2 separate regions of the Mus musculus genome follow, and region 1 is linked to region 2. Evidence: chromatin contacts called from public HiChIP or PLAC-seq data. All regions are on one chromosome and are shown on one strand. The core of a region is the stretch at or near the end of the contact, and the rest is flanking DNA. Distances in the headings are between cores, read along the strand shown. Region 1 overlaps Clic5 (chloride intracellular channel 5). Region 2 holds the start of Slc25a27 (solute carrier family 25, member 27).

The links. HiChIP or PLAC-seq counts read pairs in DNA pulled down with a chosen protein or histone mark.
Region 1: a contact with region 2 is called in a FOXA1 HiChIP or PLAC-seq map of pancreatic cancer cells. The contact joins the enhancer-like site here to the promoter of Slc25a27 in region 2. A contact is called at or near these places in 4 of 39 promoter capture datasets (the 3T3-L1 cell line, the C10 cell line, cranial neural crest and 1 more), 1 of 115 datasets of contacts at active chromatin or transcription factors (pancreatic cancer cells) and 2 of 9 other capture datasets (adipose tissue and pancreatic islet).

What each region holds. Positions count from the first base shown.
Region 1 is chr17:44,233,765-44,240,544 of GRCm38.p6, reverse strand. It overlaps Clic5 (chloride intracellular channel 5), which reads right to left. Exons shown (of 6, transcript NM_172621.2): 2 at 3,303-3,412. Among named protein-coding and RNA genes, the nearest start is that of Clic5, 49 kb to the right of the region's middle. Within about 2 kb of position 1,329, at least 227 of the 459 cell types and tissues checked have an H3K27ac peak or open chromatin away from gene starts, as enhancers often do. A contact at or near this core is called in adipose tissue and pancreatic cancer cells, where this site is marked.
Region 2 is chr17:43,662,614-43,669,030 of GRCm38.p6, reverse strand. It overlaps Slc25a27 (solute carrier family 25, member 27), which reads left to right and starts at 1,817. Exons shown (of 9, transcript NM_001357122.1): 1 at 1,817-2,131; 2 at 4,766-4,957. The coding sequence starts at 2,029. Cyp39a1 (cytochrome P450, family 39, subfamily a, polypeptide 1) reads right to left here and starts at 1,659. Exons shown (of 12, transcript NM_018887.4): 1 at 1,237-1,659. The coding sequence starts at 1,422.

The DNA.
Region 1 (6,780 bases), core at 80-2,579, 570 kb before region 2:
AAATGGAATCTTTTACAATAAAGATTGAGGGCACTTAAGGGGTACTTATAGTTATAAATAATCCAATTCCAAGGAGTCACAACTTCATTTATCTAGTAGGACTTGAGTAAACACAATGACTCATGTTGAGGAAAGCAGTTTCCTTTTGTCTCAGGTTTTCCCGGGACCAGTAAAACCTTATAGATGAAGGCTACCTTGCCAAACTCAGTCCTTCTGAAGAGAGAATACAGGCCCGCTTGTCCCAACTAGACAAGTGAGCTGAGGCAGAAAGAGCTCAAGTTCAAGGCCAGCCTGGACTCCCAGAGTGAACTCAGGTTTAGTCTGGGAAAGTTCGCAAGATCTATATCAAAACAGAAAGTACGAAGAGGGAGCCGGTTTGAAATAGCAAGCCCTTGCCTAGTATGTGTGAAGCCCTGGTTCCATCCCGGACTCCATACCAAAGCATAAACAAGAAAGGTATCTTGCTATGCTGCTCGCAGTCACTCTTAAATCTAAGATAACCCAGTGTCGGGAACCTCACCACCTTTGCAGCGCACACAGGAGACACTGCATGCATCAGGGAGAGGGAGATGCTGAGGTCCTCGTGATCCAGAGAGGCAGGGGAAGATGTTAGGGAAGAGTACAGCAATGTGGAGCATGCATCCAATGAATGAACAAGGAGTAATCAATCGAACTTTCTAGACTCAGCCCTCAACAGTGCCTGGTGTGGTCCCTGTCGGTGCTGGATACTTAGTATATTGAGTGCCACAGGGAAGGTACGTCAAGAACGCAAGAAGGACATTGCGTCTGTTAGTGCCAGTGATGTGGTGTGCTTCTAAAATCCCTCCTGCCAGGTGGTCAAATTCCTGAGCCAGTATCAAGGAAGGAGGGGACGGGGTGGGGTGGGGGTGTGGCTTAGCAACAGGAAGTGGAGACTCCCGGCTGTACTGAGGAAACAGGGTAGGGCTCACGCAGGAGTCTCAGGGCAGCCATGGGAGTTTCCATTCTCTGAGTTTGCAACATTCTTTGTGGCCACTGGAGCAGAAAATATGAGATGGAGAAACTGTAAAATGTCAACGAGAGGGGGCAGAGGCTTCTGTGAGGAGACAAATTCCTGGTCTAATCAGCTAGGGAGGGGACGACAAGAATTCCAGTGACAGCTCCCAAGTCACTCCCAACAGGCTGCTTGCTCTCCAGCCTCCTTCTGTGACACTCAAACAACTGAGACTAATTTACTTAGTTCCTTGTTGACTCAGTGTGCGTCCCTCCCCTCACATAAAGAGAGGACATTCTTTGCAGGCTGCTCCTGTTTTGTAACTGACACTGGCCAGGAAGGAAGTCCTCTCTGGTCTTATTTTGGAGCAGTTACTGTGGCTTAAAGACACAGCGGTCTGTTAGTCTGTTGACGGGGCAGCAGTGTGGTTTTGTTTGTGACGGGGCAGCAGTGTGGTTTCGTTTCTGGGATCCTGGGGGTACTTTGGCTGCTAGGTTCTGACACCTTTGGGACATGCCACTTCTGGCTCCTGAAGCTGGGCATTGTCAAAAGCATGCTGGCCAGCGCCACCCCTTCCTCTCTCAGTCAGCTCCCACCCCCGCAGTTGGAATTGAAATTACAGAATTCCATGTCTCCAGATTGGATTTGTGAATTATTTCACGGGCCTCATCCTTTCTTTAGCTCCCTGATTCACAGCTCCATGAGGGGCGCCGGGTTTCAAGTTCGTGCAGCAAGCCAAGTAGAATCCTAAACATAAACCCATGGCCCACCTCTTTAAACCCCTAACAGCACTCTCTCGGATTAAAAACTGGGATAAGATCAGTTTTCATAGGAATTAGTATTTGTGTGCGTGCGGATAGTGCTGTAAACAAAGGTGACCACCAAGGCAGCCTTAGAGGGATGTCGGCAGGACTGGGTCTGATAATGTGTGTGAGAGAAGCAGAAGCATCCTTAAGATGCCCGAGAGACTCCGTCCCCTGCCTGAGCTCCAGCTTGGAACTCTAGTGAGAGTTCTCTCCTACGGATGAGAATCTAAAGACTCTGGTCTCTCGGAAAGGAAGCTCCTTGCCCAGGCTCTGGGATCCTGCTCGTTTTAGTTGTTACAGACACAGGCTGCATGGGAGGTACATGCTCCCTTACTGTGCCAGACACTAGGATCTTAGCAGCAGCCCCTCTATTTCCAGCTGGTAGGAGACCTCAGTGGGTCTGCTCGGCTTCCTTGTCTAATATAGAATGCTGGAATTTCCCTTATGAAGTACCTATCACGGGATTTTGCAGGGGAAAGCCATCAGCAGTTAGGAAGCATTGGAGTTGTAGATGTTACGACGAGGTAAGGCACTAAAGGATGACTCCGCCTGAGGAAGCTCAGATCGGACCTAGGTGAGTTTCAAGGGAGGCCACTCCGGACAGTGATGGGTTACAGAGGCCTTCCCAAGAAGTTGGGACTGAAACTGAGCCTAGAGGCAGGAGATTCTCAAGTTCCGAGGAACGAGGAGGAGAAGCCTGACGAATGTAGAAGAAGCCTCTTACCAGGAGCTTCTGGGAACAAGAGCAGCCCCGAGGGCAGATGGGACCCAGGGAGGAGCATTAGACCTGAACAGAGTAGGCTGTTTTGGAAGCCTTTCCACCATGGGCTGGAGGACGTGGCCAAGCTTTGCTGGACACTGTTAGCCGCCACGGAGTTAAGACACCTTCTACGTCTACTCAGAGGACCCAGACTATAGCTCAGTGACAGCACTTGAACGGCATGCAGGGAGCCCCAAGTTAGATCCTTAGCACAACAGGTAACTATGAATACAATGGAACTCAGGAGTGCAAAGGAATAGACACAATCAAGCTGTATGTTTCGCCTCTTAGGGCCTGTACATGCAGTCCTCGGGTCCAGAACCCTCCCACTAGGTGTTCTGAAAGCCAAGACAAATCCTCAGTAAAGGTCTTGATTCTAATTCCCTGAAAATTCAGCTGTCAGTGCTGAAGCCCACCAGGGTCCTGCAGACCTAACGCCTGTGCTATTGTGATATATGTTTTTATACGCCTGTGCCCATCCTTGAGGCAGACACTTGTTGTGTGCCCTTGCCTTCCCTTCTCTTTTCTTCTTGCTAATCAACGGATGCCAACCAGGGTAGTGAAGCACAGCCCTGAGGGAGGTTCTGGTTATGTTTCTTTTAGCCTCCTTTGTGAGCTGGGTTGGGCCCTGGGAACAGTTCTGGGCAATGAGATGGGATTCATCCGAGGTTTCCTGGAGCCCCAGGATGGCCCTGGATTTGCTCTCATTCCATCTGACTCTTCCTTGCGCTAGATGTCCCCTCATGAACACAGGGTCCTTTACCTTTTCAGATCCACGGTGGTGACATTGAACACGACTCCTTTCAGCCAGAGGATCATGAAGAGACGCTGAGAGAAGGGACAGTTGCCAATGCTTTCCCCGTCGATCCCAGCCTGGAAAGAAAACAAAGGCAGAAGCCTGAGTCTCAGGGCACTGGTGCACAGAAAAGAATATGGATCATAAAGAACAAACTCTGGGCTTAGAGCCACACACCTCCCAGCCAACTTCAGAGATCCGTTGTATCCTTCTCCGTTTCCCTACTATTAGGGCAGAACGATGCCTGTGCCTTGTGTGCTCTTCATAAATGCTGAGCTGGAGCTTCCAACATGAGATGTTCTAGAACCACACTTTCTGAAACCACAGAACCTCCAGGCTCTCTAAATAAAGCAGGAGTGAACGATTCAGTTCCTAGCTCGCTAAGTGACAAGCAGCAAGGACTGTGGAACTCTGGTCACACTTGCTCCATCAGCATGTCTCAGGACAGGAACCTTGGACTGTGATTCCACCTCCAGTAGCCAGGATAATCATCAAAGGCAGCACTCTAATCAGTACGGCGCTTAGTATAGTAACAGCGGTTGGTATCAATATATTACTTATTGGTGAAAACATCCTTTGTATTCAAGAGACACATATTGATGATTAACAGTGTGTTGGGGCATTGGGAGAAATGGCCCTAGAGAGTTTTAGTAAAAGGTGTGTGTGTGTGTGTGTGTGTGTGTGTGTGTGTGTGTATGTGTGTGTGTGTGTGTGTGTGTGTGTTGGTCAGAAAAGGGCATCAGATTCTTGGTGCATGAGTTACAGACAGTTGTAAGCTGCCCAGTGTGAGTGCTGGGATCTAACCTCAGTCCTTGGAGAAGCAGCAAGCCATCTTAATCACTGAGCAAACTCACTAATGCCCAATGACTTTTTTTTTAATTTGCAGTTTTAATTTATTCATTTATGTATATTATATTTATGTGTATGTGTAAGCCTGGGTAGATGTGCCTGTGTGAGTGCTTGCACCTATATACGTGTGTACGTGATTTTGCATTTCAGAAAAGGGCATCAGATCCACTAGAGCTGGAGATATAGGTGGTTGTGAGCTGTTGGACTTGGGTGTTGGGATTTGAACTTGGGCACTCTGGAAAATCTACATGTACTTTTAACCACTGAGTCAATTGTCTAGACCCCAAAGATGATTCTCTAATTAATTTATTAATTCCACTCCAACCCTCAGTTTCCCCTCCCTCCTCTCTTGTCAGTCCTCCCCAACCTATCTCCATGCTCCTCCCCACTACTTCTCTGTTTCTCTTCAGAAAAAGGGAGGTTTTAAATGGATTCTCTCTGAGAGCATGGAACCTTCAGCTGGGTGGGTTAGGGGAGTCTGCAGGACTGTCTGTTACCATAACAACAGCAGTGAGTGTTGGCGTTTCTCTTATCCACCTGTCTCATGGTTCTTCCCAACACAGCAACCGTCTGAGGGGTAAGTTCCCTCTACACAAAGTGAGTTGCAGAGCCCTGAGATGTATAGAGAATTTATTCCAAACAAGCTTGAGAACAAACAAAAGAGATCGGAAAACTGGTTCCTGTGATTTATTTGCATCCAGTGGTTTCTTCCCCCTTCCTTACCAAGGTACTCTGAGGAAGTAATGTCTTAGCCTCTCTAGTCTTGGATATTGGCTTCTCTGGAGGCCTTTCCCTCTTCTTTATGTTCAAATTTGGAACCGAAATATCCAATTTTGAAGGTTTGTTATGTGACTAAACAATGATACATACAAAATACATGGGATTCACTTTATAGAATTGCTGTCATTATGAGCAATAGAAGAGAAGAGAGCCTTAGATGTCTTTGTTTATGGAGTTCAAGGCCCTACTTGAGAGTCAGCAAGTCTCTGTGTAATGGCACAAAAGATAAACAATTCACTGTGCTGAGGAGTTTGTGGGTGGAGCAATACTTTGAATCCAGAAGGCAAACACGGGAGGAACCATAGCCATGGTTCACTGGCCAAGGAAAAATGTCCCCAAGTAACCCATTCTCAAATTTCTCAGGGATGGAGATGGGGGAGAGGGACTCTGCTGGATTGCCTGAAGATACATTTACAAGCAGGTACATGTCTGTTCTCTCTGAAGCCTCCATGCTGATGTCCAGAGAAACAGGATGCAACTAAACACTTTTAAAAGGAGTCCAGAAGCCAAGCATGGAAAGAGCCTGGAACCCAGGAAGATAGATGGGTGAAGTTGAAGTGTCAAGTAGGGGTATATTCTTGGCTCTTTATCAATGAAGTCCAGTAGAAGTCTGTGTTTTCTGGGAACTTCTGTCATCAATATTTAAGGGTCCTCCACGCTGTTTATCAGACCTGATTATAATGTCTCAGTGCTTGGATCAGGATAGTTCAAACTGGAGATCTTCTACCTCAGAAAAACACTTAAGCACAGGAAACAAAAAAGTGATAAAAATCTATGTGTCTAAGCAGCTAGACCTCCTTTCTGTGTGGGCTTAACTTGAAGAAGTCTCCTCACTTCAGTTTCCTGTGGCCATGAGGGTCCTAACAGAGAGAGCTTGCTTTGCTCTTAATCAGAGCATGGTCAGAAGTTTCACTATCGTCTCTCGACATGTATTTTGTCTTGTAATTGCAAAATGCTATTAAAATTAGTTCTAGATTTGGGCATGAATCTACTTCCCTTATACCCATGAAATGAATTTCTAATCCCAGAATTTGCATACCAAATAAAGGCATCTTGACATGCAATGGTTTCTTTTGCTGTTTGGCCTTTGAGTTCCTGGGATAGCTGAGATCCTTTGGTTGCTACCATCTTCCTGTTTCCTCTGCTTGTTCCTAAGGTTGACTTTGGATATTGAATCTTAAGAGTCTTCACAGTCTTTAATCCACAGAATCTGTCATCCTCCTCCCTTGGTTGAGTTGATCTAAGTGCATCATAGCCCCAAGTTCACAAACATCACAAATTAAAAGCTCATGTCACTGAGATCAAATCAGAGTCATGGAACTCTGAGATTTATCAAAGGTCCCCTATGTCTGGCACTTTCTGGAGAAAAATGTGTGCAATGTCAATATTTAAGAACATGTCAACAAAGTATGTTTGTAGCACTTGAAATTTCCATTCTAGTACTCGATAAAAAATGCAATGCCTGGAGTCCTCTCTTGGACGCTAGATTTAATTTGCCTGGCCCTGGCCAACCCCAGTTTTTGTTTGCAGAGTTTCAAGGCTTGCCAGGGACAGATAACTTCTGCCCACTGGGAGATGTTCTGCAAAACCATGCAAGAATATCATTGCAAAGCAAATGAATAAAGAATGATCCCATTGGAGGTGGGATCAGAGACCTTGGGTCTGGGATGTAGGTGACCAGTTGGACCAGACATCAGGGTGCTTGGACATTGCTTCTCACTACTCTTCTTGCTTCTTGTTTTCTCATGTTGTTGCTCCTTCAAATCTTACTCTCTCCTGCCTCCTACTCCACTTCTGTGCTGGTCTCCATCACTTC
Region 2 (6,417 bases), core at 568-3,067:
ACATGAGGATCAGAGTTCAAATCCCCAGACCCCAGGCAAAACCCAGACATAAAAGCTCGCATCCCTAATTCTCCAGAAGCCAGGGAGACAGAGACAGGCAGTTCCCAGAGGCTTGTTAAACAGCCAGTCTTAGCTGACTGGATGAGCTCCAGATGCAGTTTGAGGACCTGTCCCAACAAAATGTAGTGGAAAAACAAACTAGGAAGACACCCTGGTGCAAACCTTTGAACTCCATGTAGTCCTTCATGCATGGATTAGAACACCAACACATGAGTGTACACACACAGAAGTGGGGGAGGGCTAGAAGAAATACTAAATGATAAGAAAATATTATTCATATATTGTGTTTACATGGAATATGGGCATGTGTGTATCACAGCGCCCATGTGGGGGTCTGAGAACAATCTGAGAGAGCTGATTCTCTCCTTCCACCATGTGGGTTCTAAGGTTCAGTCTCAAGATGCCAGGCTTGGCAGCAGACACCTTTACCCACCGAGCCCTCTTGCTGGCCCTCCACCTCAGTTTTTGAGACAAAGCCTCTCTCACTGAACCTGGAGGGGTTGAGGTATGGACTCAGGTTTTTGTGGTTGCTGCAGAAAGCACTTCATCCACCATGCTGGCTTCCCAACCAAAACCACAGTAAGATCTTGGCCGCCAAAATATGAATAGAAATTAAAAGGCCAGCCAGTAAAAGTGCCTTCTCTAAACTGTTCAACATTCAGTAGCTGCTTTATGGGAAAAAAAAAAAAAAAAAAAACCCTTACAGTGGAATCCATTACTTATTTCCTCAGGGCAGGGAATAAGGGAGGGAGGAACTCACCAATAAAATAGTATCTGGTGGTAGGGATGGGGAGAGAAAGAAAGAATATTGGGGAGCTTTTAATCTGTAAAGATCAATTTAGCAAATCAAGTTTTATAAAATCGTAGAGTTACCTCTACTTGTGATACAAATTTATTACTCGTTTTCACAAACTGAAATCATGGAAACTCTTCTGTCGCCGCCCCCAAACTACAAGCTTACATCTGCAATGTTAATAAACACCCACTTAGAATTAACTGCAGGGAATTACTAACAGTCAAAAGACCTGACTATTTCCAACAAGGTATGTAGAGAAACAGAGTAGACGAATTGCCGGAAGTATGTGTATGCCCAATGTTCCAACACTGAGTTTAATAAAAGAAAAATTAGAAAAGGAAATACTACCTCCCTCCAAACTCCCTGTCACTGCTACATACCTTGATTCTTGCTTTTTCTATAAATTCAAGAGGGGCTTTCCCAAACTCAAGTCCAGCTCCAATCCAGGGAATCCAGCCTTGGATGCACGGGGGTCCAAGCAAATTCTTCAACCGAGAGAATAAGAAAAGAACACAGCTTCCCAGAACGGCGATTGCTATTGGTGAGAATAACTCCATAATGCCCATCTTCCAGAATCAACAGACGTTTGAAAACGTCCTTCTCCAGGGGAATCTCCTAGTCCCCCGCCGACTGAGGAAAATGCGCCCAGTTTTGCAAACTCTGAGCCGAGAAACTTTTTAAACAAATTCTCTTGCGTAACTGTGGTTCCTTTGCCCCGCCCCAGTTTTTGTGTGATTTTTGCATTGTGGCTATCTTCCACCTTCCCACGGCTTTCAAATTATGAGAAAAAAAAAAAAAAAAAAAAAAAAAAAAAAAGCTTTGATTTGAACTGGGCTGGGCTGGGCTGGGACGGAGGAGGCGGGAACACATCCTGAGGCGGCGGAGCTCGAGTAAACTAGCTGTTTGCAGCGGGCGCCTAGCTACCAGCCAATCAGAGAAGTCGCTGAGCCCCCAAGAACTACATTTCCCAGAAGCCTCTTGGGTGCGGCTTTGTTTTTCAGCACCTGAGGCCGCCGGACCGGTCCAGCTACCAGGCGGGCGGCGCCTTTGCAGAGCGTAATAAAGGCACATGGTCCTGACCTGACCTCTCTCGGGCTGAAAAGGGGCGGCGCCGGCAGGGTGGCAGGTTCCCAGGCGACCAGCGGTGCCCAGTGGTCCTGACTTGCTGCTGAATGCCTATCGCCGAGGAGGAGAAGCTGCTGCCGCTCACGCAGAGATGGCCCCGGACGAGCAAGTTCCTACTGTCCGGCTGCGCCGCAACCGTGGCCGAGCTAGGTACCGGCCGCCCCCGCCTCGGCCTCCCCAGCGAGTGGCTGCGGCATCGTGCTGGGGGAGGGATGGGCGGGCAGCCTCACTCCTGGCTGGAGTGCATCTTCAGAGGTTGGACCCTCGCAAGGATGTGGTCAGGTGCCCAGTAGGCCAGCTTCGGGAGGAGCGTGGATTGGAGGTGTCCAGGGTCCTTGTCTTCCCATCCCCAGGGATGTTGTCTTATGCCTGAGTGAGTACTCTTGGGCTCTTCATGAGCCCTATACCTCTCTAGGAAACATTTCCCCTTTCGTAAGGATGACCTTTATAGAACCATAATCCATTTGTTCACAGTTTTTTGGTTTGGTTTTGGTTTGTTTTTTTCTTTTTCATCCTCCCTGGGATCGTTTTTTGTGGTTTATAGTCTTATGCTGCCTCGGGAGTCTTTAAGATTTGAGTTGGGGGAAGGGGGACAGTGAGTCCTACCTTGAGGGACTCCAATTGTTAACCATCCCTCTGGAACATTTGCTTAATGCCAGTCAGCCACATCACTTCTCTGAGCCTATACCCGTTAAGGGGAATTCTGAGAAGTAATTTTTATATGTGGTAAATGCAAGGTAGGGGCAGCATTATTCCAGTTGATGCAGTAGTGGGTCCTGGATATACAATTGCAAAAAACCCCAGTGTGGCCTTCTTCCAGGCTCAGTGGGGTGGCGGGTGGGGGGTGGCACATGCAGAGAAAGACATTTATTTACAGCTGCTGCCTGTTGCAGAGAAGCTATTTCTGTGTGTTCCAAGAACATTATAGGAACAAAACAAAACAAGACAGATCCATCTGCCTAAGTGAGTTCAAAGAAACAAACAACAACAACAAATAAATAAATAAGTAAATAAACAGACCACCTAAAGTGGATTACGGCACTATGGCATGAGCAAAGGGTGGGGGTGTTGTTGTGGTTGTTGTTGTTTTTCAGGAAGGGGGCAGGGAGGTTTTGAGTACAACCTGTGGTCTCTGTGAAGCTATTTGAGATTACCCTTACATTTTTTTGTCCATTAAAAAAAGAAAGAAAGAAAAAGGAAAATGTCTCTGGTGCATTAGTTATTTGAAAATGTTATCCAACCGTCTCTAGCGGAGCTTTATTTATTTTTATGCCTAGCATAGCCAGCACACTACCTATTGCTTTGCCCTTTAGACTCTTCCTTTCTTGCCTTTGGCCCATCTATTTGTCTTCTTTCTAATCAAAGCTAACACAATTTTATTTTCCTTAATCATTGATTTTCCTAAATAAAATTCACCAGCTTCTAAAGACATCTAAAACGAGTCAGCCGAGTGATGAGCTGCATTAGTGGTTTGATGGCTCCCTGAAAGCTCAGTGGCTTGTCCAGAAACGGTCCTGTGAAATGTGTTGGGGAGAAACGGGTGAAGAATAGGGACAGAAGGCCAAGGGATCAAAGTTAGTTGGTAAAGGGGAGTTCACACTGATTCAGCACGAATGCCCCAGCCACAAGGTAACCAAAGGAAAAGGAAGGAAGAAAACATGTGTTCTGAGAAGCAGCATTTGTACTTAGAGCTCTTGCCTCTTCATACTTTGCTCAGTTTCATGTGTTGATAAGACACTTTTTAAGGTGTGTGTGTGTGTGTGTGTGTGTGTGTGTGTGTATACCACTGGAAACTTTTTAAGACTCCATATATATGCAAGATAAGAAAACATCTTAGGGACATTATTGGTTAGCAACTTTTCCAGAACCTAATGGAAAGATGTAACACATCCCCCTCCCCGCCCCCTCTCCTGTCTTTGGAAAGGTATTCATGGATCGTGGATCAGGCAGCGGTCACTGAAAATCTTTGTGTACTCTAAGCGATGTTCATGAGCTTGACCCCATATCCTTCTTAAGAGTTCTTCAGGGTATTGTGTGTACGAAGTGTATGATGGACCAAGTAGCTAGAATAGGCTTTCAGATCAAGATAAACTGTCTCTAATTCAACATATAAGCAAATTTTCCAGTTAACTAAAGTTGCGACTTACAAAGAACTCATGAATAGGCCATGTATAAAACTTATCCGTTCAGAAGTTGCCTCAGTTTGAAGAACATTGCTACCCCTGTATACAGAAGATGTTCCAACCTCATTGCATCTTCTCCATCTCAAACATCAGTCCTGTGATTCATTCTCGGGGAAGAAGAACCTATAAAAATCATAGAATTCCACTTTAAATTTGTTCTAAATTTGTATTAGATCTCAAATGATAGTGGCTATGGTCAAGGAGACAGAACGGGGATACTTGAAGCTGTTTCTCATTGGGAAAACTAAATTGGGTTTGAGATTAATTTTTTTTATTAAAAAGAGATCAAGGGTTGCCCTGCTTTTGTGGGATTATTTTGTTTTGCCTTTGTATCTGGGGATGCTTTGGGGCAGGGAATTTTAGATTTGGGAAGGCGTGAGATTGTACTCTCTAAATCAACCTATGAGGTCAGGGTGTGTGGGGATGGGTTTGGAAGTGTGTGTTTTCCGCAGGTTCCCTAGCTGAGGCTGCCATATTCTCCTACTTCAGAGGCTCCAAATCTTGGGGGAATGCTAATCCTCTGATTTTAGAGGTTTTTTTTTGTTGGTTTGTCTGAATGTTTTGGGGTTTCCTCCCCTTCATCTGTTTTCTATTTCATTAGCAACCTTTCCCCTCGATCTCACAAAAACCCGACTCCAGATGCAAGGAGAAGCTGCCCTTGCTAGGTTGGGAGATGGCGCAGTGGACTCTGCCCCTTATAGGGGCATGGTGCGCACGGCCCTGGGAATTGTTCAGGAGGAAGGCTTCCTAAAGCTGTGGCAAGGAGTGACGCCCGCCATTTACAGACACGTAGGTATTTATCTTGATTCTAGCTGGTAAGTTTGTTATGGGTTCTGTATTCTTTGCTTTTCTCTTCAGCTGGATGCAAAATCCAGCAAAGACATTATTCCTCCCCCACCCCCAACTGATACAATAAATCAATAGAAGAAAATCTTTCCAAGTGTTATTAAGGAGTTACTGCCCTAAATTTTGAGACTAGTGTATGGAAGTATTTAACTTCCATGTGGTGCAATGCCCTGGGATTGTCCAGGAGAACCTTGAGACAGGCTGGCAAGTGGTCTAGCGGGAAATGGCGAGCAGCAGATAACATGGAAAGTGACAGAAGAGGACAACTGGTCTCAACTTTGGACCTCGGCACATGCACATGTAGCTATGTGCTTGCATAACCACACACTAATATGACTCTGCACACATGCAAGCATATCTACACGCCATCCTCACTGTACGCACACATATCCATGAAGAGAGAAAGATAATTCACTGAGTGTCATCACTTAATACATCCTGATATAGAGGGAGTTATAACTGCTTCTACTAAGCTGTATGTTTGCAAAGTTTTCCCTGTGAGTTCTTTAATGGTATAAGACAGACGGACATGAATGATTTACATCCTTTCCCCTTATTTAGAAACCTTAAACACAGTGAAAATTAAGGAGAACTGCTTCTGTGGGTGATTAGTGGTCACTGTCACAGAGGGAAACCTTTCTATCCGTGCTTCCAAAGAATCGCTCACAGGAATGGGTGCTGTGGCTATGTCAGCTTTATAGAGAGGAGACCATGAAGTTGGTTCCAGAGGGACACTGAGATAAGTGTGGCTCTCTGCCCCTCCACCTCCAAGCTGTTTCCTTGGCCCAGAGAGCATCAGTTCTAATGATGTACAGGCTTGCTATTATTAACATTCCACTCTGTGAGTAAGTTAGCACATGAGTTTTAAGAGTCGGAATTATGTACACAAACTTACACTATTTTTGCAGGGTTTTTTGTTTGTTTGTTTGTTTGTTTTTGTTTTTTTTGAGATACCAAGTCAAACTGCCTGAAATATCAAGCAAATCTCTTGCATGGGCACCATGGATTGACGTTAACGATGCCGTTTTGTAACTTTTAAAGCGTTTCTCTTTTGGACCCCATTCTTGTGCTGTGCTTTGACTTGTCATTTGTATTAGCCAGTTTGTTATTCTTCAGCTAAGATCTTTCTCATGTGCTTTAAACCTGAAAGAGAAGAACTGTTCATGGATTCTCCAGGGCAATCACATATGCTTATTCAAAGAGATATCCTCTGTACACCAAGCTCCAGAGTTTCCTGTTTGAGTTAAAAATCAACACACAGAGCTATTTTGTGAGGTTGTTTTTAAGACAAACATTTAATCGAGGCTTATTTATAGTTTCGGAGGTTTAGTCCATTATTGGCATAGCAGGAAGCATGGCAGCATGCAGGCAGACATAGAGAAGGTGCTGGGAGTTCTACATCTTGAT